7 separate regions of the Mus musculus genome follow, and regions 1, 2, 3, 4, 5 and 6 are each linked to region 7. A link is a contact called in public Hi-C, HiCAR-type, HiChIP or PLAC-seq and promoter capture Hi-C data. All regions are on one chromosome and are shown on one strand. The core of a region is the stretch at or near the end of the contact, and the rest is flanking DNA. Distances in the headings are between cores, read along the strand shown.

Region 1 (3,373 bases), core at 625-3,124, 1.0 Mb before region 7:
ACCAAAAAAAAAAAAAAAAAAAAAAAAAAGAAAAAGAAAAAAAGAAAAAGAAAGCATAGAGGTGGATGTCTGGTGTCTCTCCTCAGTACTCCACCTTTTGTTGTTTTGGGAGGAATCTCTCATCATTATCCTGTTATTTCATGTTATTTCATAGGTGTGGCTAGGCTGCTTAACCAAGCTCCAGGCTTCTGCCTATCTCTCTGGGACTACAGGCATGCACCACCGAGTTTTTTCTATAGATTCTGGGGATTTGAACTCAGGACTTTATGTCTGTTCAGCAGGCCCTTTATTAATGGAGCCAGAGCCTCAGCTAACTCATTTTATTTCTATTTGTGGAATCTATCCACTTTAGAATATGAATTTCTGGCAGATTTTTTTCATTTATGTCTCATAATCCAGTCTATGAAAATAATCACCTACCTAGTTTCCTACTGTTTAACAAGTACCTTTTGCCACTCTCTGCCCTGTCCCCTCCACCCCCCCTATTCAGCTGTTTCTTTTGTTTGTCACGTGGACTATAAGTATAATAATCTTTGTCTAGCGTAAATACTTAGCAGTGAGTCCTAGGATGGGCTCCCCTCAGCTCCACCAACTGCTGTCAAATAGGTTCCCCACAGGTTTCTAGTAATTTAGATTTCTGCCAGCTGTGCCTGTTGATTCCAGTGTTCTGCCTTCCACACTAACCATGATGGTTTTTACTTTAAAAACTTAACCTGAAGGCCTCGGAAGGGACTTCCCTATGTACTAGAAAACTGAAGTCAATTTTCACACACGGTGTTCTCTGTTTTGCAATCTGCCTGTTCTCCTCTTTGCCACTTTTTATTGGTTTGTATTTTTCATTGATCTGTAATTTTTTTTTACATATTCTGCACACAGAACCTATTATATTGGCCTTACATGTATATGACCTATACCTCTTTCTCCTAAGACCAGGTTTGTCTTCTTTATGTTCTGTTACATTAGAGTTATCAGTTCCTGTCACATTTCTCTCCCTAGTGTTAATCATGTGGTCATAGATAAACAAGAAGGAGGGGAGGGGATGAGAGAGGGAGAGATTAAGGAAAGATTCACCAAGAACCAAAGCTTCTTTAATTATTTTTAAGACTGAGTCACATGAAGCCCATTGTTGGCCTTGAACTCACTATGTAGCCCACACTGGCTTTAAATTTCCTACTTCTACCTCCCAATGACTGGGATTACAGATGTGAGCCACCATACCTGTACCATTCACCACATTTTAAAAGCTAATTTTAGATAAGACATCCCATCAGTTTTGTCTACACACATACTCTGTGTGTAGAAGTGAGTCATTAGAATCCCATTCAAACTCAGGTGGTTTGTGTATACTGCATAGTCAAACCACAGTTATTCGGTTCTACACACATTTTCTACATACATTCTCTACACACATTCTCCAAGGAGGCTCTGGGAAGACCAGTAAGTACCCCATGCTCCCCGGGCAAAAATATAGTGGAAGAAATACTTAAACTTAGCTGCTTGAAAACAAAAACAAAATCCTAAATTCGAATGGTTTTCAATTATCCTGGCTTCAGGTTCTTATACAATTTTTAAAAAGATTAACACCCAGTTCAAGCTCTCATTATTCTAAAAAGCGTAATTTCCACCAGGCTGAAATTTTCTATGAGGTTGCCGCCCCGAGGAATGGGTAGTTTTCAAGTTTTGTAATTATAAGCAAAATCAGGTTCCTAACACTTTTTTTTTTTTTTTTTTTTAAGAGTTGCCACTATTGTGCACAATGGCATTCTGGAAAATGTAGTCTCGCCATGCTGAACCAGACTCACTGGAATCCAATCAGCAGACAGCCAACAGCCATGTGCACCGTGGTTGGCTGGGAGCCGCGTCCGCCCGCCCCTTGGCCTGTCACTCAGCCGACTGCAAAGGCGTCCCCCGGGCCTTGTGGAGCGTGTGGTCCGCTGGCCTGTTTGCTACTAGGGCAGGTTGGTGATTCTCCAGGGCAGCCATGGCAGAGCCACAGCCGGCGTCCAGTGGCCTCACTGATGAGACCGCTTTCAGCTGCTGCTCCGATCCAGACCCTAGCACCAAGGTGGGTGACAGGGCCTCCTTTTCGGCGGCTGGAGCGACCTGGGGCTCTGGCCCTGCCTGACGGAATCCTAACCCGGTCTGGCCGCTGCTTGCATGTCGGCCGGCTGACGGCGCAGTGGAGTGAGCTGGAAAGAGGGCGATGGGGGCAGGGGCGGGGGGACAGTGCAGAGGGATCCCCATCTTCAGAAAGTTATTTCAAAACTTGTAAACGCCCCCCAGAGTGCGTTAACTTGTTTATTTTGGGCACGGTGTCTTGAAGCCAGGGCGATTCAGGGTCAGATTCCGTGTCTGTGGGTGCAGTTATCCTGGCTTAGGCGCCATGTCCCTTTAGACGGGCAGGCACTTTCAGAACTTGTATAGCTCAAGGGGCCCCTCTGTAACTGGTCCCTCTCAGCCGTACTCTTTTTCGTAGTCGCCTTGCCGCCAGGGTTCACTCCTCCAAACTACTGCGGTTGCTCGAATTTAACTGCCTTTGCTTGCTTGGCTTTGCCATTGCTCAAGTCCACACTTCTGTCCACCAAGAGTCTCTGGAGAGATTACAGATAATAAATAGGACCTCGACTTGGAGGGAATCTTAGACACTTTTCTTCGGACCCTTTCGTTTTGTAGTTACAACCAGTAAGGAGCTTAACCGATGGCATTGAAAAACTTTCCCTTAAACACGGCTGTACTTACAGTAAAGTAGGCAAGACTCATTCAGGTGTGGTCCCTGCCTCTGCATGGCCAAAAGTTAGACGTGGTGGCTGACGGAGGAATTTATTCCTGTATAGTCATCCGTGCCAGTAAACACCTATATTCAATTAGGTGCTGCATCATTGTGAATTCCTGGATTGAATGTGGGCTTTATGCAGACCTCTAGGAGGGGCAGATAGATGGTGAAGACTTTGGTCCCTGCTTGTTCTTTGCCTTAAGGGCAAACAAGAGTCAGACATACTGTAATTGCCAAAGCTTTTGACTAGCACCAGGTGTGTACTTAGGGACACTCTTAGTCACTACAAAATTAAGGCAGGAAGGAAAGGCCGAATACAGGCACACTCACACACACTTCTCCCCATTCCTTCTATTTACCCATACATAACCTTAGTATGCATTTAATTTTTTAACATTGTGTGTGTGTGTGTGCATGCGTGTGTACGTCAGTGAACAACTTTCTCTCCATATTTGTGGGTATTGGGAAATTCAGGTCTTTGCCTTGGCAGCTGAACCATATCGTTGATCTCCTAGATATTTTATACACTATAAATTGGTTCATTCCATGTGAATTGGTTTCCTACATTACTGAAAATTTGTTCATCCATCCTTCCCTCCC
Region 2 (3,285 bases), core at 779-3,278, 850 kb after region 7:
AAAAGCAGAGGCACAAGAACTGCTAGGTGGGGGGGGACGGACCCCTTTCTGCGCGGAAGCTACCCTGCCCCAAAGTATTCCCGAGCCAGCCTTAAGATCTGCCAACACCCCAATCCAGCCCGACTCACAAATCATGGAAGCTCCGAAGGGAAGACGCAGGGGTGAAGACATCCAGAAGCCCAATGACCTGGAGAGAGGCCACCAGTGAGGGTGCGCTGCCAACGCCATTCTTCCCTGTCCTGAGGGTCTCAGCCACCCAGGGCCACCATCCAGGTCACCCTCTGCTACGGAAGGTGGCCCCAGCTGGCATGGGAACAGTTTGGGGGCCCAGGCAGAAGAGGACATTTGCCTGGGCTGGAGAGATGGCTGAGAACAAGGTAAGTTTGATCCCAAATTTGGGGTTTGGGGTGAACAGTCCCACTTGTAACTAACAAATCTTGAGGGTCAAGGGGGGAAGAGGAGAGAAGGATGAGAACTCCAGGTCCTTGGGACTCTGGACCTCAGCTCTAGCCTTGGACCCCGGGTCTCTAGCCACATCTGTCAGTCTGTCCAGAGCTAGAGGCAAGTCCCCTCCACCTCGAAGCTGGAGGCCACTGAGGAAAGGTTATCTGAAAGGATTAGGGTTCACGATGTACAAGGCTCTATTTGAAATGGACCCTAGCCCTTCTGCCTGGCCCAGAGCTGGGTCACGGGGTCTGTTTCCATCAGACAGGATGGTCAAATGGTCAGGCACCAGGCTCTGCCTCCCGCCCCTTCCAACCTCAGCTCTGCCGCTGCAGAACCGGGGAAACCTTTCTGTGCCTTGGCATGTGTTACGGAGAGGATTATAAAAGTTAGCCAGCCCCCACCCCCGCATGCATTAAATACTCAGTATTTATTGTTAGACTTAGAGTGGCCAGAATGGAGGCAGCTTTAGCTCAAGTGCCCAGGCTCATCGGACTGGAGTCCTCACAGAACCAATCGCGAAGCTCCCCTGTGCCTACTTCCTCCTCACAATCAAGAAAAGGTTGTGTGTTTTCTGGGAAGCGAGCTGGGCAGGCCCTGGCATCTTCTCATTGGGCTCTCCTTAGAGAGCTGAGAAACCAGGGTGGAGCAGAGGAAGTTCTTTCTCCTGGCCCTGCGCGCACGACCCTGGGCAGGCCCCTCCTGGGCCCCTCTCCCTGCCCTCCGATCCCCGGCACATCCACACCCCGAGGCAGCCTACGTTCTCATGGTGCATGTGCTTCAAGAGCAGAAGCTCGCGGTAAGCGCGCTTGGCAAAGATCTCCGACTGGAAGGGCCGGCTCAGCTTCTTGATGGCCACCTTCTCCCCTGTCCGCTTGTCGATGGCCGAGCTGCGGGGTCACAGGCAGGTGAGGGGGAGGGGCGGCGCAAAGGGCCTAAACTGGAGATCCCTCCAGCCCTGTCCTAGGCCACCCCCATTCTGTGCTCCCCAGGCTGGCCGGAGACCAGCAGAAAGAGAGAGAGAGAGAGAGAGAGAGAGAGAGAGAGAGAGAGAGAGAGTGTGTGTGAGTAGGGGGCGACGCCAAGGAAGGGGCGGCAGAGCAAGGAGAGAAGCAGTTCTTGCTGACAGGATGCAGAGCAGGCCAGGAGTCCCTGCTCTGCGATTTGGCAAGTTCCCCTCTTGGGGCCTCATCTGCAACCGCAGGGATCTGTCCCACGAACTCCGAGATCCCTTTTAAAAAGTTACAGCCTTGGAGAACCAGATTCGCCAGCGACTCAACCCACAGGGGCCCCACTGCCACCGGGCTCACTCGGGGAGGCTGCCGAGGGGTGGCCCGTGGCTCCTCTGATTCCTGGGGTCCCCGGGTCTCACCACACCGCTCCATAGGCCCCGCTGCCGACGTGCGCGGGCGCCAGGTAGGTCTTGGGTAGCTCCCAGGCAGTCTTGTTGATGTCCTGCTTGTAGAAGCCCCTTTTCCGAGTGAGGCTCATCCCGGACCCCGTGGTGGCGGTCCTGCGAGGAGGTTGCGGTGGCTGCCCGCGGGCTCCCGGCCCGGGTGTCCCGCCGCGGTCCCCTCCCGCCCCGCGCCCGCTCCTCCCCCGTGGGGCGGCGCACCTGCCGCCTCGCCCAGGTACGTTCCCGCCCCGGCCCGCCCACCGCTCGCCCGCGCTCCGGACTCCGCCCATCACCGGCGAACGCCCCAGGCCCCACCAGCCACCTGCTGCAGGTGCTGAGGGAGGAGGGGGGTGCCCTGCGGGAAAGGGGTGCCTGCGAGGCTGCCTAGAGACTGTAGGAAGAGTTGGGAATGGGGTTAGGGCGCGGGGGGGGGGGCGCTCAACTTGTTGCTAGTTGGGCTAGTTTAAGAAATATACCCTTCACATGTAAGGCGTGGTGGCTCAGGTCTGTACTCAACACAGGAGATAGAGGCAGAGACAGGAGAATTGCTACGATTTTGAGTCCAGTTCAGTACATAGTTCAATGCCAGACTAGGTGAGACCCTGAGGAAGAAGGGAGAGGAGAGACTAGAGAGGAGAGATACAGAGAATGAACAGAGAAGGAAGAGAGGGATAGAAGAAAGGAGGGAGAGATAGAGAGGGTGGGAAGAGAGGGAAGGGGAGAAGAAGGGAGGAAGGGAGGGAGGAAGGAAGGATAGAGAAATAACGTCATTCTTGACTACGCAGTAAACTGGAGACCAGCATAGGTTACATAGTGAGACCCCACAGAAAGATGGAGAGGTTGTTCAGCAGGTTAGAGACTGCACCGCTCTTGAGGATGACCTGAGTTTGGCTTCCAGCACCCAGGTCATCATGCACATAGTTAAACAAAACAAATAAGCAAATAAATAAACAAAAATAGGCATCGTGGTGCACACGCCTTTAATCCCAGCACTTGGAAGGCAGAGGCAGGTGGATTTCTGAGTTTGAGGCCAGCCTGGTCTACAGAGTTCCAGGACAGCCAAGGCTACACAGAGAAACTCTGTCTCAACACCCCTCCTCCCAGAAAACCCTCCGGAGATCCCCAAACAACAACAACAACACAAGAACCCTACAATTCATGGGGTTCTACATGAGCTCCTGTGACCCCAGGACTCTTGTCTTTTCAGTAAGCAGGACTCTCAGATCCTAAGGCTCAGCGACTGACCAGGGCTCAGACTCTATTCCTCTTCCCCATTTTTCTGAAACAAACTCCAGGCATCCAATCCTTCTTCTCATGAGAGATTTGCTGTCTTACACCCAGAGTCGACGGCTGCTAATTCTACAGTCCCCAGAGTTCACAAAGATTTAAACATCCACCGGAGTTTGTTTGATACTGGTGGTGATGGTTTTGTTTTGTTTTTAGCT
Region 3 (3,299 bases), core at 722-3,221, 880 kb before region 7:
ATGCTGTGGTAAAGCCCTCCCGGGTGGGGCGGACACCTCTCCTCTGGCAGGGAAGGTGCCCGGATGTCTGGAGCCTGAAACATGGTCTTCCCCAGAAGCTCTGTGGCTTCTGCCTGTCCCAGAAGCTGTTAGCCTCTGCAGTCCACACACTCACCTGAGCAGACCAGTCTCGGCGGAATCTGGGAACCCAACGGTATGTTATTTTTTAGAGGAAATATTATTACCTGTTGTAAACATGTTGCTGCTGTATGTACTCTGTGTGAGAACATGAACATTAATGTTCATATATGAGATGTTTTGTAATCTGCTGCCTAGAATTTATTAATGACACTCAGGAAATCTAGAACCAATAGGCAGATGCTGAGCTATTAGGCATAGGACAGTGTGTCTCTTGAGTGGACACAGGGAGTGAGAGCAAGGCTGCTCAGAGCCTGGGCTCCTGAATGGTTGCCAGAGACCTCTGACAGGCAGACAGAGATGGCAGAGATGGAGGAACTTGGAGGAGGAGCACACTGACTAGTGGAACCTCTGGGGCAGAGTCTAGTCTCCAAGCCTGTGAGCGTGTGGATGGATAAGAAAACAGCAGCAGTAAGGAACTCCACTGTGTAAGTGTGAGAGGACAAGACGCTGGAAGGACAGTGGAAGAAGCCAGAGTGGACACACCTTTGTTGTGCGTGGCAGTCACTTCCTGTCCTGCTTGCTTTGAGGACAGTATTCTGGGGGGATGTTGGTTGATGTTAGTTCAGAACTAGGCTTGTGTACCTTCAGACGTCACCCACACTGCCTGGCAGTGATTGCTTTGACCTTTAATATTTATAGCTGGAGTGGCCCAATGTACCCTATGCACTTGTCTAATTATTCCTGGGCCTGCCTTTACACTTCTGTAGGTAATACTTGTCACGTAGCAGAGTCCTCTTAACCCTCTCATCGTCCTTGAATGTAGCTGCCTGAATATTAGATTTTTCTGGAAAACTCTCTTAATATTGCTGCCCCCTCCCCCATTATTAAAGGGAGATAGGAGGAAACAAGGTTTTTAATTATTTCACCTTACAGGAATGTGTTTAAAGAGAATGATGCATACCAGTCTCATGGTTAATAAGATGATCAGTGCTTTCTTGGTGATGATTATAAATGGTACACGTCCCCAGCTCAGGGTGCTCTCTCTGGATGCAAGGTCAGCTCAGGGGAGAGTAGACCAGCAATAAAACCAGATTACTTGTCGGCTGCCAGACGTTCTGGGCAGAGTGCCAGACTTGGTTCACCTTCTGAACATTCATCTCCCAGTATGAAAATAGAGGGCTCGGTCCCTGCAAGGAATGGCAGCAATGGGACACTTGGGCTCCTTCAGTCCAGTGCTGCTGAGGACAGTGGGGAGCGGTCAGTGTGGGCTCGGTGTCTCTGACCTCATTCAAGAATGGCAGGGTTTTTCTTCATTATGCTTCAAATTATAATTTCATAAGTTAATAATTGTTCCAAATAACGTGGGTCACATGTACACATGACTACATTCTGCCTGGTGGGAAGCTATAGGTTTAATTTTGGGTAGTCATAGAAATTCTCTGCACATTATAAAGCTATTAGGACATAACAGCTGTTTTAGATCATTTCACCCTGCAAAAGAAATGCAATGCAGACTAAAATGATCAGTAATTATGTATTTTGAAAGCTAAACCTCCAGTTATAGAAAGAGCTCATTTACACATTAGATACTGATAAAAACTACAGAATTCTGTGAGTTTCAAAGTTAGTGTTATCTCCTGTCTAAGACTAGGAAAGCAAATCTGTGCCAAGGAACATCTTTCGTCCTTTGAAGTCTCCTTTGTGTTGCCCATTGTAACCGTGGAGTTGCAAATCAACAGTAGAGAAAAGCTGCTTGATATTTTTCTAAAGGAAAGCACTGAGGGACTGTTTGAGGAGTAGGACGTGGGGTTTATTTTGTGTCTGTTGATCAGCGCCTACCATCTGCCTTGCAGTTAATGTTGTAGACGCGTGCATGCGGCTCCTGGTTCTGAACAGATGACGCGCATGGCTTGTTGAGATGGCTGTGCTTTCTGTGTGTGTGTGTGTGTGTGTGTGTGTATACCTAGGGTGCTTAAAATCACACTGGAAGTGTGAAGCACATAATGAGGCTCCACTCTGGGCTCATTTGCATATTCAGCTCCCATACCCAAAACAAAGGATCAGTGGCTGGCGCTCATTTCTTTCTGCCCTCAGATCAGCTCTAACCAGCTGTCAGCAGATAGTTTGATTAAACACTTTTCTCTGTTAGAGAACTTTGGGGCACATTCTATGTGTAAACATAGATTGATTTCAAGGGACAAATTTTCAGTGCGATTCATGGATGTATCATGCCATAAGCTGCAAAACAAAAATATTTTTCTGTAAGTTTCCTTTTTACCATTGATTCTCTAGGGTGAGAGCAAGATTCCAATTCATGATTTTTGGCTGAAATCAAGGTGGTAGATGATGTATAAGCCTAGTTTAAAGAAACCAAGTAAATTTAAGGTATGGATTCATAAATTCGACTATTTCAGGAGATTTTTAAAATTTGTAATCACTTTAAAATATGACAATAGAAATTTTACTTATCTTTGACATGTTCACTAGAACATATAGTATAGTTATCTTTTTTCTAAATATAGTTATGCATAAATGTGTTATTTGTAAAAATGTTATTTAGTGGCCAAAAATATTTGGAAAGCTGTCCAAACATCAGAAATGTCAGCCATCAGAGAAATGGATCTTAAAACTGCTTTGAGATTCCATCTCACCTCAGTCAGAATTGCTTCATCAAGACATGACTGTAGGGCAGTCCTCATATACTGCTAGTGGGGGTATAAGCTGGCACAAACATGGAAGTCAGAGAAGTTTCCTTAGACAACAAAAACTAGCCCATGCTCCAGCTAAAATACTTCTAGATAGGCCCCGAAAGACTCACAGTGCACACACCACACACCTGATGTTCCTATTTGCTGCTGCATTCAAATGCAACAGCTAAGAATGGACCAACCAGCAGATGAATGGACAAGAAAATGTGGTACCTAATACAGTGGAGCTCCATTCTCTCATAAAGAGTGAAGTCATGACATCTGCAGAAAAGTGTGTGCAACCAGAAGTCATGTTAAACAAGCTAGAGTCAGACAAATATTGTCCTTCCTTATTCTCTCATACCTAATCTTACGTATGTGTGTAGGACATTGAAGTAGAGAGGGGCCATGAATGGAGGACAATCTCTTCAGGGAAAGGAGGAGGAGGAGGAGGAGGAGGAGGAGGAGGAGGAGGAGGAAGAAGAGGAAGAG
Region 4 (2,998 bases), core at 154-2,653, 850 kb before region 7:
ATCGTTGTGAAGGAAAGTGAAGAAGGCGTTTCGGGAAACGTTTCTGGAAACGTTTCTAATGGTGCACAGTTCTGTGCTTAGCAGGGAAAGAGCAACTCTGCCCTTGTTTGCAACATGGCATTACTAGTTCCTCTGTGATGTGTAGACTTTCTGAAAGAAAATTGTTCATGTTAGTGTCCACATGTCTTGAACTTTAAAGTCTAGTCCAGGAATAAGTTCAAATCCCATAGTGGTGCCCTTTAAACAAATTTGTTAATTTCCTTCTCAGCATCCTGCTTCTTCCCCTGCTGCAGGCTCCGGGTGGTGCTGGGTGGTGCCTGGCAGCGAGGGGCCTTGACTGTTCCCCTTAGGAAGGGAAGGCTTGAATAAGAAAGAGTACCTTAAGGGTAGGTAGGAGGAGCTGCTGTAGAGCTATCTAATGGATGTAATAGTTCATATATAAAGTCTGAGGAATAGGAGTAATATTCTGCAGCTGAGTAACTGTAGATTAATCCATCTTCAACCAGTACTGGAAGCATCTGTAAATGGGGAAATTATCTTTTCCTTTTTTTTTCTTTTTGGCACAGCTGGACTAAATGTTTTTTCCCAAATACTTTAAAGTTAAATTACATCCACATACCAAAATCATAGGAAAGATGGAAATAAAGTGTAAAAGTGTTCTTTTCAGCTATGTTTACCATGGTGATGGTGGTCTGTTTGGGGGGATGCAGTGTGGCAGGGCACCCTGAGGTCACTATAGAAATTCTTCTTGTGTTAGAGGGGCCCGTAACAGCTTGTGGTGGTCCATTTTGGCTTGAGCTGGATGAAGTAACCCTTTTAAGGTGGGTGGTGCCGTCAGCCGGGGAAGCTTCTCCCCAGGCCCTCCCTTTGACCCTTTCAAAGCCCCTTTTAAGTCCTCCTCTGAAAGCACATCACCAGGCCTTCCTCTTCTGTCAGCAAAGGCCAGCCGGCTCTCTCCTCCCCTGCTCTGCCCTTTAATGAGTGCTTGCTTCTGTGGAGGGAGAGGGACTCCAGGACATGTAAGCATTTTAATAGGCCTGAGTGACATTCTACAGATATGTTTGGAAGACATGAAAGGGTGCAGGCTTTGCTCCTGTCTCATTCTCATCGAAATTAGAGATTCCATTCACATGCTGTGCCTACAAGGTGTTTAATTTTGGCAACATATTCTGTTTGAAGATTCTTGAGGAAATAAAAAAGTAAAAAATGCCAATTCACAATTCTGTTTATTGGAAGTGAATGAATACAGATGGAATTGGTACATTCTATAAAGACTAAACTAAAAGAGTAGAAGTAGCTTAGGAGTAGCCGCAGCATCAATGTGGCTGCAGACGTCGGCAGTTTACAGAGCACTTTGCTCACAGCCCATTGGCATTCAGCACAGCCTTCTGTGGCAGGAGCTGCTTTGGCCGAACTCCTCCGGCTTCTTTAGCTCTAAGATCTCTGAGCCTGAATCTCCACACTGGCTCTTTTAATTGGCATTCTTGCGACACCATGTTATTAGACGGGTTGACTAGTCAGAGCGTCTGCTATTGGTGGCAGCTGTTCTTCATGTTTAATCTTTCCTCCTCTGCACCTCTCATCGCTGTCACTTTCAGTCTGAAAACTGGAGCATATGTAGCCATCTTTATTTACTTTTGTTCTGTGCTAGCATTTGCCTTCCATTAAATGAGGTTGTCCTTTAGGAGACAGCTGGCGATTTGTTTCTAAAGTCAAGACTAGACTCATCTGTTGCATTCGGAACCTGGGCTATGTTAGGGAGGCTGCAAAAATAAAAATAACCATCGGTGTGAGCACTGTGCTGGAGCGGCAGACAACTGTCCCCACCAAAGAGCTGCCACTTCCGCTTGTAGTTGGTGGCTCTGATACTTTTCTCCTGGGAGTTTCCCAGCCAACAGTAGACAGTGCAAGCATCTGTGAAGGGGCTGCCTGGGCGCATGCCTGTGTGCCAATCTCCTCCTCTCCTCCAGAGGGGCCAGTCTTCAGGTTTACTCTTATGAGCAGCACTCCTAATTTGATTTTAATGTCAGCTCAAGGAAGTTTGCTTCTCTTCCTTTTGTATTGAAGTTATTGAAAGCATTGTGGTGATCTTTAACCAAGATGTGCTTTTGTGCTTTATTAAATGAACTTAAGGAAAAAAGTTTAAACACCAAGTCAGCCTAAGGGTTCTTTGAATTCTCATGATCAAGCATAGGTTAAGAGTTTTTTATATATATATATATAGTTTGTTTGTTTTTTGTTTTTTGTTTTTTTTTTTCGAGACAGGGTTTTTCTGTATAGCCCTGGCTGTCCTGGAACTCACTTTGTAGACCAGGCTGGCCTCGAACTCCGAAATCCGCCTGCCGCTGCCTCTCAAGTGCTGGGATTAAAGGCATGTGCCACCACTGCCTGGCAATTAATTAATTTTTTGAGAGCTTTTTTCACGCAGTGTATTCTGATGATGCTTTCCCCTCCCCAAGGCTTCCCAGATCCTCCCCACTGCCCAGCTCTGTGCCCTTTTTAACAAAACACATAAATAAAACCACAAATGTACAATCCCCACCCCCAAATCCCACAGAAATGGCAATATGCCACACAGACTCACACACACCACACAAAGCTTAAACAAAGTATTAGGAGGCAAAAAGCCTAGAAGAATGCCGTTGGGTTTGTCTGCATTGGCCACCTACTCCGGGGCACGGGCCTGCCCTTAAGTAGAGTTGATACCCAGTGAGACTCCACTGGAGAAAGGGAAATTTTCCTTTGCAAGCGGACATCAGTTGCAGGTAGCTTCTTGGTTAGGAGTGGGAGCCTTTGTCCACTCCACCTCTCAGTCTCCAGGGGCGTGGCATCTGACTTGAACCTGTGCAGGCCCTGTGCACGTTTCCACAGTCTGAGTTCTTATGAGCATCAGGCCTCTTGGATCCAGAGGACACTGTTTCCCTGGAGTCATCCATTATGTCAGCCTCAGTCTTCCTGCCTCCCCTTCTGCAGGGAGCCCTGAGTGGGAAGGGGTTGA
Region 5 (3,062 bases), core at 417-2,916, 810 kb before region 7:
ATCTGAACACTAAGGGTCTCCAAGTGGGTGTCTCTCCTGTGTTGACAGTCAATCCGGAAGACCCTGCTCCACACTTGATACTCAGATTCAGCAGTGTATTCAGATGCAGGAACTATAACTCACCCCATCTTCAGCATGGCCTTTAATTTTCTCAGATGGGCTTCCTCTGGCCTGGATCATGGCTGTGTTCATTAGGCCTGGTCTGGTGTTACAACACTGTACTGGGCCACGATGGGTTTGAAATGGATTCTCATGCCTGGGCTACCTGCTTTATTTCCTTTCCTCATTGGTTATTTTTCCTTGTTCTTATAGAAAAGAGAACAAAGCCCATTTAATAACTGCAAAGCTTACTGTTTGCAGAGACCCTAAAGATTACTAGCAACAAAATGTATTTATGTCTTTAATAAGGATTGAAGTTTACTATTCACCAAATGTGTCTCCCGCTCTTCTTTCTGTGTTCTTTTCTGTGGGCATGTCTGGTCTTGGGCAGAAGAATGCCGGCTACAGGATAGTACCTGCCATTTGTAAAATTTTGAGGTAATTGCTAATTTTGATACACATGGGCAATTTTGTGTTAGAGAGTTTTGTGTGGCTTCCAACTATCAAGATGGGAAGAATAGATTATAATGAATGATGCCAGCTGTGAGACTTGGTTACATAGACAGAATAGGCTATGGAACAGAGGTGATATATGTGGAAATGAAAATTGACCATTTGTGCGGTCCAAATTAAAATGGTTCCATTGAAATGATAATATCGCCTGTTAGTGACCTTCCAGAAGAATCTCTCAAAGGATGATGAAGCTTTAAGGCCACAAGCCACGAAAGTCTTTTCAGAGCAGAATCCTTAAAACACACTGGCCTTCCTTCTGTGCCCTCCTCCGGATGCGTGAATAAGCAGATGCCAGAGACTCTCTGGAAACAGGAAATACCCTTGAGAGTCACTGGCAAAAATGATGGGCCATCGGCTGCTTTTGTCTCAGGACTGCTGGCCATTTGTGCATTTCTGAGTAGCCTCCACCCTCATTTCTCTTCAGCTTCTTATGAAGGAACAGCTCTGTCACCTCCCACAGTCCCCAAATCCATTCTGTTGGGATTGCTGTCCATACATGATTAGAAAAAGTTCCATGTTTTGGTTGGGAGGGCCAGCTGAAGGAAGCTTTGCTGAGAGAGAGTCAAGGGTCTCTGAGTAGTGTAGATACTGTCTTTTTACTTGTAGGTGCTCTACGTTGTATGTGTATGGGTTGTGGTTATCGCCTTGACTGACTGTTCTAGTGTCTGTGTGGAGTCAGGGGTCTACTCTCTTTTGAGTGGATAGTAAAGCACCCTGAGAGAAAGCCTGGGGCTGCAAAGGAGAACAGGACATGGTTCTTGCCTTCAGGGCGCCTCTGAAATCGACAGATGCAAAATCATCTAAGCAAAAGCTGGGTTGTGGGCACAAAAGTAGTGGATATTCCAGACTCGGAGAGGCAGGAAGCTCTTGTTTGCAGTGACGGTAAGAGGAAGCTTCCGAAAATGTATTTCCACCCTGTCTTGGAAGATGCGCTGCATACATTTAGGCAGAAGAGGCAAATAAACATGTTTTTGGCAAAAGTAATGGGTGGGAAGGAGCATCTTCAGGAAATGGGAAGCGCTTCTGTCGACTGTAACACGTTATGTATGATGTGGGCAGTAGGGAAGAAGGTTGATATCCAGATGGGCTTGGACTGTGCCATGCCAATGAGAGTAGAGCTAGCGTGACAGCTGATCGTGAGGCCTGAAAACTAGGAAATGGCCCAGGCAAGAGAGCTTCCAAAGATGTTCTGAAAGCTACGAGGAATGCAGTGTGGAGTGAGGGAGAGAATTGGAGAGCAGACTCCAGAAGTGTGTTTTAAATGATGGGTAGAAAACTAAGGTCTGCTTTACGCGTGTGCCTTAGCAAATGCCACCTGATGGTGCATCTGGGCAGTGGAAATGTAAAGGATCAGATTCCTGAGTCATCTTAGAGAAGAACCTGCCCACTGGGCAGGTATGGTCAGCCAGATGAGGGTAGAGAGGGAAAGTTAAGGGTGTCCAAGGGTAATATAGGAAAATTCTAGAGCCAGAATAAAAGTCACGATGAGAGAAAACACTTTTCTTTTTGATGAGTTGATATTTTGGGACATGCTAGGCCCAAATGCCAGCAAAAACTCCAAGTTGCCTTGTTTGGGTGGCAGTGGAGGTGACCGTAGGTGTGGTCTCCTGGACAGTAGGGTAGGCTTCTGGCTGACCACAGAAGGTGGTGCTGTAGATAAGTATGGAAACTGTGAAGAGATTTCTTGTATTGTATCTGTGGGTGGAGCGAGTTGTTGACCCAGCATATGTTCAGAAATAGATGACTAATGCTATGTTTGTTCACATGTAGGGACCTCTTGCCAGGATGCGTGTGGGAAAATCAAGGACAAGGACACAAAGCTAAAGAGATAAGGTTCTTTCTATAGCTGTCATTGTTGTCTTTCATAATGGACATAAGGGCCCTCTGTCTCCCCACCCACTCCTCCCCACGCCCTCCGTCTTCTGTTCACCCAGAGTGCCCGTTTTTCTTTGGGTATTAGCACTGTGCAACCTCTCTACTTGGTTTTACTTTGAGTTATGCTTTAAAATAGTAAGCTGGAATGTATCTTTAATCCTAGCACTCGGGAGACAGAGGCAGGCAGATCTCTATGAGTTTAAGGCCAGCCTGGTCTACATAGCAAGTTCTAAGATAGTAAAGAGACACTGTCTTTGTAAGCTATTAGTAGAGTACACTCTCGAGATATTTATCTATTTTTTTTTTGTAAATGTTTTGTACCTATAGCAATACATTTTGAAGCTCTAGTTCAAGACTATAAGTAAACAATAAGAAAAAACTTTTCTTTTTTTTTTTTTTTTTAAAGCCCATGGTTAAGGAGAAGAAGTGGAAAGCTCCAGGTACCTTTAGAGAGGTGGATATAAATAAATGTACATACATTGAAAGAAAAATAAAGCACTAAAAACAACTTCATGCCAGCCAATAATAATTGGATGGAATTTATTTCAAATTTATTGAAAGACAAAAAGTACTTA
Region 6 (3,269 bases), core at 551-3,050, 990 kb after region 7:
TGTTGGGATTTGAACTCAGGACCTTCAGAAGAGCAGTTGGGTGCTCTTAGAGACATCTTACCTGCTGAGCCATCTCACCAGCCCCCAAGTCCCACTTCTTATAGAGCTGGGTTTTTGAGCCCCTACCCTAGCCAGCTGGAATATAGACATATGCACGCCACTTGAAAAGGCTTCAGTGGAGCCGGGTGTTGGTAGCGCACGCCTTTAATCCCAGCACTTAGGAGGCAGAGGCAGGCCGATTTCTGAGTTCCAGGCCAGCCTGGTCTACAGAGTGAGTTCTAGGACAGCCAGGACTACACAGAGAAACCCTGTCTCAAAACAAAAACAAAACAAAACAAACCAAAAACCCCCCAAACAGACAAACAAAACAACAAAAAGAAAATCACAAAAAAGATCTAAAGGAGAGTTCTGAAACACATGAAAAGTATACAATTCCAATTGCGAATTTCAGTGCCTACTATAAATCTCCACAGCAGTACCCACAGTCTATGTTTTGGAAGAAATACTGGGGTCTAGAGAGCCTCATGTTCCTCCCCCATCTCTCTCATAAATGCCTGCTGATTCTACTTTACTATAGGAGTTTTGATGCCTGAATCATTGGGTTGGGACAGCAAGATTCTGAGCACACAATCCTTTCCACGTTCTCATCTTTCTGTAATGGGGATAATAACTACCTTGGCCTGAAGTTGACATCAGCATCTAATAAGATCATGCACTTGACAGTATGGAAACACCCGGTAAGTCCTACGATGAAGAGAGTTCTTCAAGGAGAAAACAGAATTCCCATTCACACCCTTCCTTTAAGGCTTTCAACTTGCAGCTAGAAAATTCCCTTTAGAAGTGTTTGCTTTTACTTAAAATAATTGTTTAGCTTACTTATGGGTGAGGGGTTGTTGCATGTGCCATGGGTCCTGTGTGCAAGTCAGAGAGAGACCTGTGGGAATTGGCCCTATTTGGATTTGAATTCAGGTCCTTAAGGCACCTTTACTTGCTGAGCTGTCTTCTGGTCCAGTTCTTTTCTTTTTTTCTTTTTTCTTTTTTGGTTTTTCGAGACAGGGTGTCTCTGTGTAGCCCTGGCTGTCTTGGAACTCACTCTGTAGACCAGGCTGGCCTCGAACTCAGAAATCTGCCTGCCTCTGCTTTCCAAGTGCTGGGATTAAAGGCGTGCACCACCACTGCCCAGCTTCTGATCCAGTTCTTTTTTTTTTTTTTAATATTTTTTTATTACGTATTTTCCTCAGTTACATTTCCAATGCTATCCCAAAAGTCCCCCATACCGCCCCCCCATCCAGTTCTTATTGATTTATTTTGGGTCAGGATCTCATTATATATGCCTTGCTGGCCTGGAACTCATAAAGATACACCTGCTTCTGGAGTGCTGGGATTAAAGGCATGGGCTGCTGGCCCAAGGTTTTATCTTTAGAAGAGGACAGAGGCACACGTTCCCTCCTTCCAGCCTTTGTTCTGTGTGTATCCACATACAATTTAATTTCCCATTTTCTTTAATGTCTTAATTGGCCCTTACAACAGCTCAGACAGGAACTGGGATATGTTTGGGTTAAGCAGTTTTGCAGGCCGGGGAAACTGAGGCAAATCCCGACTGACTGCGGAGCCCTGCCTTTCCTCAGGAGGTAAGAACTTCAAGCCGCGCGCTTTATGGCGGGACACTAAAACCAGCTTCCCATTCAGGATCCCTCGGTCCCTTGCCCTCCACTCTCGTACACCCCGGAGCAGGTGGTAGGCTCTGTGTTCACCACGCAGGCGCGCGACGCCGTGTGGGGCGTGGTCGGGCGGGCCCGGAGGCGGGGCCGGCGCGCGCCGGGAGGAAGAGCTGGGATTTGGGCCGCGGCGGGAGCCCGAGTCGGCGTCACTCGAGTGCGCAGGCGCCTGGCGGTTACCGGTCTCGCCATGGAGCGGAAAGGTGAGCGGCGGAGCGGCCTCCGCCACGAGGAGCCACGGCGGTCCCCGACTGGGCGCCAGGCGCCTCTCTGGCCACTGTCGCGGCCCCCTGAAGCGGCGTCACTCTTGCCTCTCGCCCCTCGGCTGCGGCGTCCTCCGGCGCCCGCCGTCCCCGCCCCTCGCTCCGCAGCCCCCAGGCCGGGGCGGCGAGGCCTCATGGCCGGCCCGAGCCTCTTTGGGCGCGCCGGGCCTGGCAGCCGCTGTGCACCCCGAGCAGCCCGCCCCGCGCTCGGCCCGCAGCCTCAGGCCCGGTCGCCCTGCGTGCTCGCGCCGCTCCCCGCCTCCCACTTACATCGGCCCTTCATCCATCCCTCTCTCCCGCAGTGCTCGCGCTCCAGGCCCGAAAGAAAAGGACCAAGGCCAAGAAGGACAAAGCCCAAAGGAAGTGAGTCTTGTACCCCAACATCCCGCCCTTTGCGTTTCCTCGGGGACCTCCTCCCCCTACCGGGTTGTGCGCTTCGGGCGGTTCCCCCCCAACCCCTCCCCGCCACATGGTTACTGGGCCGCTGTGTGATTCGCCCTCCGGGAATCATGTGGAAGGTAGCTGGGTCTCCAGGCTCGGGTCTGCTGGAAAGACCCGGAGCCTGCCCGGCACCACTCGCCAACTCCATCGAGGAGGCCCAGGTGTGGCCCGGCAGCCGGAGCTGGCAATCATTACCTGCCTGTCTGTGAACTCTGCTCTTCCTTCCGTGCTCCGCAGCGTCTTAACTTGCCTCCTACGTCTGTCCGCACGCTACGCCATCGGGAAATTGTTGAATGAATTTTCCCTGTTTACCCTTGGCCCTGCCAACCACACGCTCGCTTGGGTAGAGGAGGACGGCCGGGAGTCTTCCTCGCGCCTGATTACTCTGCTTCCTAAGTCTGGGAGACTCTGTGGCGTTGCTGTCCACTCGGTGTGCCGGCTAAGTTATGCATTACCGGCGGGCCGTACTATCAGGTCCTCAGAGCAGTAACGTCGGAGTAATGTCCAGAGTCAAATTGCTGGTGCCGGTTGGGTGATTCCGGCTTGGTGGGCCTAGTGCTACACTTGCCCGATTTGATGTGTAATAGTGGTTTAGTGGTGTTGGGGGTGTGTGTGCACAAAAGAGGGCACAGTCTGATAGAAACGCTGGGTGGAGGCTTATTCAAGTGAGCTTAGCTGCTACCATTCCCACCAACGTCTTTGTTTTTTGAGATAGCCTTGGCTGACCTGGAACTCCCTATGTAGACCAGGTTGGCCTTGAATTTATCCTCTTGTTTTTGGCTCTGAGAATCCTGGGATTAAGGGGCATGTGCCACCACTGCAGGCTCACTGCCATTGTGAGCTTAGA
Region 7 (3,338 bases), core at 579-3,078:
GGTTGTGAGAGACTAGTAAATGCTCAGGGATCAGATTAATGAAGATGAAAAATAGTAAGACCTCATAGGTAAAAATAAACAGCCCTCTAATGCCTAATTTAAAGCAGGACCTGCTCTAGAATATCACTAAATAAGCCACACCTTGGCCCACCCAGACGTTCTCAGGCTCCTTCACTGTGTAAATTCTCTTCCCCTGGTTCAAACCATAAATCCCTACATTCGCCTCTCAATTGAGAATATGCAGCTTATCAGAAAAACCGAACTTACCAATTCACTGAATTTATCTTATATGATGTTTCAGGGTTATTATTCTTGCAAGGAAACACCATGACCAAAAAGCAAGTTGGGGAAGAAAGGGTTTGGGTTTTTTTTTTTTTTTTCAGCTTACACTTCTGAAGTGCAGTCCCTCATCAATGGAAGTCAGGACAAAAACTCACACAGGGCAGGAACCTGGAGGCGGGAGCTGATGCAGAGGCCATGGAGGGGTGCTGCTGACTGGTTTGTTCAGCCTGCTTTCTTATAGAACACAGGTGCACCAGCCAAGGGACAACCCCACTCACAATGGGCTGGGCCCTCCCCTATCAATCACTAATTAAGAAAATGCCTTACAGCTGGATCTTATGGAGACATTTGCTCAATTAAGTTTCCCTCTTTTCAGAGGACTCTGGTTTGTGTGCCAAGTTGACAAAAGACCAGCCAGTACACATGACCAACATTCAGTACTGTACAGGCTTTCCAAAACCTCAAGGATTCTACATTGCAAGCGCATCCCTGACCCAGTTCTGCTTCCAGAGCAGACTGCAAGGATTGAAAGCCCACAACAGCACCCAGCACCTCTCCCCCACTTAGAACTGTTCCTCCCACTTTGTCTTTGTTTCTAATTTTGCGTTTGTGGAGCTGCAGATACAGCTCATTTGGTAGAGTCCTTGCCTTCCAAGTTCTGTGACCCTGCGTTCAATCCCCAGCACCGGCCTTTTAAGTCAGCTTTACATTGTGAGCAGTTTCTGGAGAGAAGGCTGACCCACTTCAGGAGTGGCCCACCCCGACGCTCCAGTTCCCCTCGGAGATGGAATGGAAGACTTTTATTTTCAGTATTACAGTTCGAGGGGTTTAGGCATGCTACCCTTAAACTCCTGATCACACTTAAAATCAACTCCAGAGAGTCCACGCCCTCCGCAGCCTTCCAGGCGTCCATCTTCAGACTCCCTAGACAGGTTCGCCACTCCTAGGAATCAGTGGGGACGCCTCTGCCTCAGTTTCTCCGTCTCTGATAGACCCTTAACTGGGACAGTGCCTGTTCTCGACCCCATCCTTCTCCTCGCTGGGAGGCCCGCGTCCGTTACAGCGGCTCCGGCACGGGTCCCGCTCCCGCGCAGCCGCCCTCCAGCTCGGGCCTCAAGCCGCGGACTCGCCTGGCCTCGCGGCCCGGTCCCTCCGGGCCCTGAGGTGGCCGGAGCCCGCTGCCTCGGCGCCTCCCCGCCGACCGGTGTGCGCGGCCTTCCCCCGCTCCCGCAGCTCGCCAGGCCTCTCGCCCTCACCTCAGTCCCAGCCTCCAGCTGCAGCCACTCGCAGTCCATCCCCAGCCGCCGCAAGCACCAGCTCCGGCGGGCCGCGAGCTGCCCCGAGACCAAGGGGTCGGGCTCGCCCATGGCCCGACCGGCACTGGGGCAGCGTTCAGCAACCAGCCAACCTCTAGCCTGAGCTCCGGCCGCCTCCGAGGTTCCTCTCGCGCAACTTAATCTACACACAAGACAGAAGCAATCGCCCGGGGATCGACCGCGTTGAGAGCGCGGGCCCGCCCCAGGCCTGGGAAGGCGGGCAGTGCGCGTGCGCAGCGGGAGGCGGGCGGGAAGTGCGCAGGTGTGAGCCTGAAGAAGGACGAGCGTAACGTCTGCTGCGGACAAAATCCTAAACTAAAGCATAGATTTTAGGACTTGGAGGATGGCTCAACGAGTAAAGCTACTTGCTGGCAAGCGTGGAGACGATGCTCAGGCTTCACCTATATGGTGGCTGGGGAAAACTGACTTTTCAAATTGGCCTCTGACTTCCAAATGCGCACCCTAGCGGGTGGGTGTGGGTGTGCGCGCGCGCCTGTGTGCGCGCAGAGTAATAAACACTTAAAAGTTATAGATTAAAAATTATAGTAAACAACAGAAACACTCTCTTTCCTTGGGTTCGTGAGTATAATAATGACTTTCCCAATACCTTCTTTCCTCTCTGCGCTCTCCAAAGCCAGTACCCCAGATCCAGCAGCAATGAACCTGAACCTTTATTTGTATCCCACCCCTTTTTCCTTTGGCAGAGTGTGGTGGAGGATGAGGAGTTCAAGGGCATCTACCGCTATGCAGTGAGTTAGAGGCCAGCCTGGGATATGAGACCGTGTCTACAAAACAAACAAAAATTGCTTTATAACACGGTGATGACGGCCATAACCATTTTATTGAGAACTATAGCCTACTTTGGGTTGGGAGTAGGAGATTCTGAACATTGAACACACAGCCAAGGATGTACTCTGTAGCTAAATTATACCTCCACCCCATTATAACCCACTTTTGAGTGATTTAGAAAAGTCTGATCATTTTAAGGTTGATTCAGTCTATTCCTATTTAGCATCTATTTGTTTTTCATGACCTCATTTTGTTTCTGAATCTTTAAAAATTATACCAGGCAAATCTGTAGAGATGGATCGCATTACCTGGGGCTCATACAGGGTACAGAAGGAATGGAAATGGGCTTGAAGGGGCTAGGGAGATGAAACTCTCCCTTCTCTCTCCACGCTGAAGTTTGGGTGTTTAAGATATGTGTGTATGGGCTGGAGAGATGGCTCAGCGGTTAAGAGCACGGACTGCTCTTCTGAAGATCCTGAGTTCAAATCCCAGCAACCACATGGTGGCTCACAACCACCCGAAAGGAGATCATGAGATCTGGTGCCCTCTTCTGGTGTGTCTGAAAACAGCAACAGTGTACTTACATATAATAAATAAATCTTAAAAAAAATAAAAAAAAGATATATGTGTACATGTTTTGCCTGCATGTATGTCTCTGAGCCAAGTGCATGCCCAATGGCTGCAGAAACCAGAAGAGGTTGTTGGATCCCCTGGAACTGGAGTTTATTATTTTTATGGATTGTTTTGGTTCGGTTTATTTTTATGTATGTGTCTTGCCAACATGTATGTATGTACCACGCGTGTGCCTAGTGCCTGTGATGTCCAGAAGAGGATATCAGATCCCCTGGAGCTGAGGTAACAGATAGTGAGCCATCATGTGGGTGCTGGGCACCAAAGCCATGTCCTCTGGATGAGCAGCTCATCTTGATGTGCCATTTCTCGTACCTGATG

Evidence for each region. Promoter capture Hi-C pulls out the DNA fragments that hold promoters and counts their contacts. Hi-C and Micro-C count contacts between places; a contact is called where the count stands out from the background. HiCAR-type assays count read pairs that join an accessible place to other places. HiChIP or PLAC-seq counts read pairs in DNA pulled down with a chosen protein or histone mark.
Region 1: a contact with region 7 is called in a HiCAR-type map of astrocytes, with 4 times the contacts expected there. The contact joins the promoter of Glo1 here to the promoter of Rnf8 in region 7. A contact is called at or near these places in 14 of 39 promoter capture datasets (the 3T3-L1 cell line, the C10 cell line, the HPC-7 cell line and 10 more), 6 of 115 datasets of contacts at active chromatin or transcription factors (astrocytes, embryonic basal ganglia, embryonic forebrain and 3 more) and 1 of 9 other capture datasets (embryonic stem cells).
Region 2: a promoter capture Hi-C map of liver shows a contact between it and region 7, with 2.9 times the contacts expected there. The contact joins the promoter of Mapk13 here to the promoter of Rnf8 in region 7.
Region 3: a contact with region 7 is called in an H3K4me3 HiChIP or PLAC-seq map of embryonic forebrain, with 6 times the contacts expected there. The contact joins the enhancer-like site here to the promoter of Rnf8 in region 7. A contact is called at or near these places in 3 of 39 promoter capture datasets (cranial neural crest, liver and second pharyngeal arch cranial neural crest) and 7 of 115 datasets of contacts at active chromatin or transcription factors (astrocytes, embryonic basal ganglia, embryonic forebrain and 4 more).
Region 4: a contact with region 7 is called in an H3K4me3 HiChIP or PLAC-seq map of forebrain, with 9 times the contacts expected there. The contact joins the enhancer-like site here to the promoter of Rnf8 in region 7. A contact is called at or near these places in 16 of 39 promoter capture datasets (the 3T3-L1 cell line, 3T3-L1-derived adipocytes, the C10 cell line and 11 more), 3 of 484 Hi-C or Micro-C datasets (cerebellum, palatal mesenchyme and uterus), 8 of 115 datasets of contacts at active chromatin or transcription factors (astrocytes, craniofacial prominence, embryonic basal ganglia and 5 more) and 1 of 9 other capture datasets (embryonic stem cells).
Region 5: a contact with region 7 is called in a promoter capture Hi-C map of hippocampal neurons, with 2.5 times the contacts expected there. The contact joins the enhancer-like site here to the promoter of Rnf8 in region 7. A contact is called at or near these places in 4 of 39 promoter capture datasets (the C10 cell line, the HPC-7 cell line, hippocampal neurons and 1 more), 4 of 115 datasets of contacts at active chromatin or transcription factors (the NIH/3T3 cell line, bone marrow-derived macrophages, embryonic forebrain and 1 more) and 1 of 9 other capture datasets (liver).
Region 6: a Hi-C map of B cells shows a contact between it and region 7, with 9 read pairs. The contact joins the promoter of Srpk1 here to the promoter of Rnf8 in region 7. A contact is called at or near these places in 2 of 39 promoter capture datasets (liver and pre-B cells) and 1 of 484 Hi-C or Micro-C datasets (B cells).

What each region holds. Positions count from the first base shown.
Region 1 is chr17:30,611,160-30,614,532 of GRCm38.p6, reverse strand. It overlaps Glo1 (glyoxalase 1), which reads left to right and starts at 1,874. Exons shown (of 6, transcript NM_025374.3): 1 at 1,874-2,065. The coding sequence starts at 1,982.
Region 2 is chr17:28,768,060-28,771,344 of GRCm38.p6, reverse strand. Mapk13 (mitogen-activated protein kinase 13) reads right to left here and starts at 2,028. Exons shown (of 12, transcript NM_011950.2): 1 at 1,817-2,028; 2 at 1,205-1,334; 3 at 129-187. The coding sequence starts at 1,935.
Region 3 is chr17:30,496,478-30,499,776 of GRCm38.p6, reverse strand. All of the region lies in intron 6 of Btbd9 (BTB (POZ) domain containing 9), which reads left to right. Among named protein-coding and RNA genes, the nearest start is that of Btbd9, 78 kb to the left of the region's middle. Within about 2 kb of position 1,971, at least 42 of the 459 cell types and tissues checked have an H3K27ac peak or open chromatin away from gene starts, as enhancers often do. A contact at or near this core is called in embryonic basal ganglia and embryonic forebrain, where this site is marked.
Region 4 is chr17:30,466,541-30,469,538 of GRCm38.p6, reverse strand. All of the region lies in intron 6 of Btbd9 (BTB (POZ) domain containing 9), which reads left to right. Among named protein-coding and RNA genes, the nearest start is that of Btbd9, 110 kb to the left of the region's middle. Within about 2 kb of position 1,403, at least 61 of the 459 cell types and tissues checked have an H3K27ac peak or open chromatin away from gene starts, as enhancers often do. A contact at or near this core is called in astrocytes, embryonic forebrain, forebrain and 1 more, where this site is marked.
Region 5 is chr17:30,427,470-30,430,531 of GRCm38.p6, reverse strand. The region is part of intron 6 of Btbd9 (BTB (POZ) domain containing 9); the gene reads left to right. Among named protein-coding and RNA genes, the nearest start is that of Btbd9, 150 kb to the left of the region's middle. Within about 2 kb of position 1,666, at least 4 of the 459 cell types and tissues checked have an H3K27ac peak or open chromatin away from gene starts, as enhancers often do. A contact at or near this core is called in hippocampal neurons, where this site is marked.
Region 6 is chr17:28,621,052-28,624,320 of GRCm38.p6, reverse strand. Srpk1 (serine/arginine-rich protein specific kinase 1) reads left to right here and starts at 1,800. Exons shown (of 16, transcript NM_016795.4): 1 at 1,800-1,921; 2 at 2,284-2,344. The coding sequence starts at 1,909.
Region 7 is chr17:29,613,279-29,616,616 of GRCm38.p6, reverse strand. Rnf8 (ring finger protein 8) reads right to left here and starts at 1,828. Exons shown (of 8, transcript NM_021419.2): 1 at 1,539-1,828. The coding sequence starts at 1,649. Gm28043 (predicted gene, 28043) reads right to left here and starts at 1,828. Exons shown (of 28, transcript NR_132314.1): 1 at 1,539-1,828.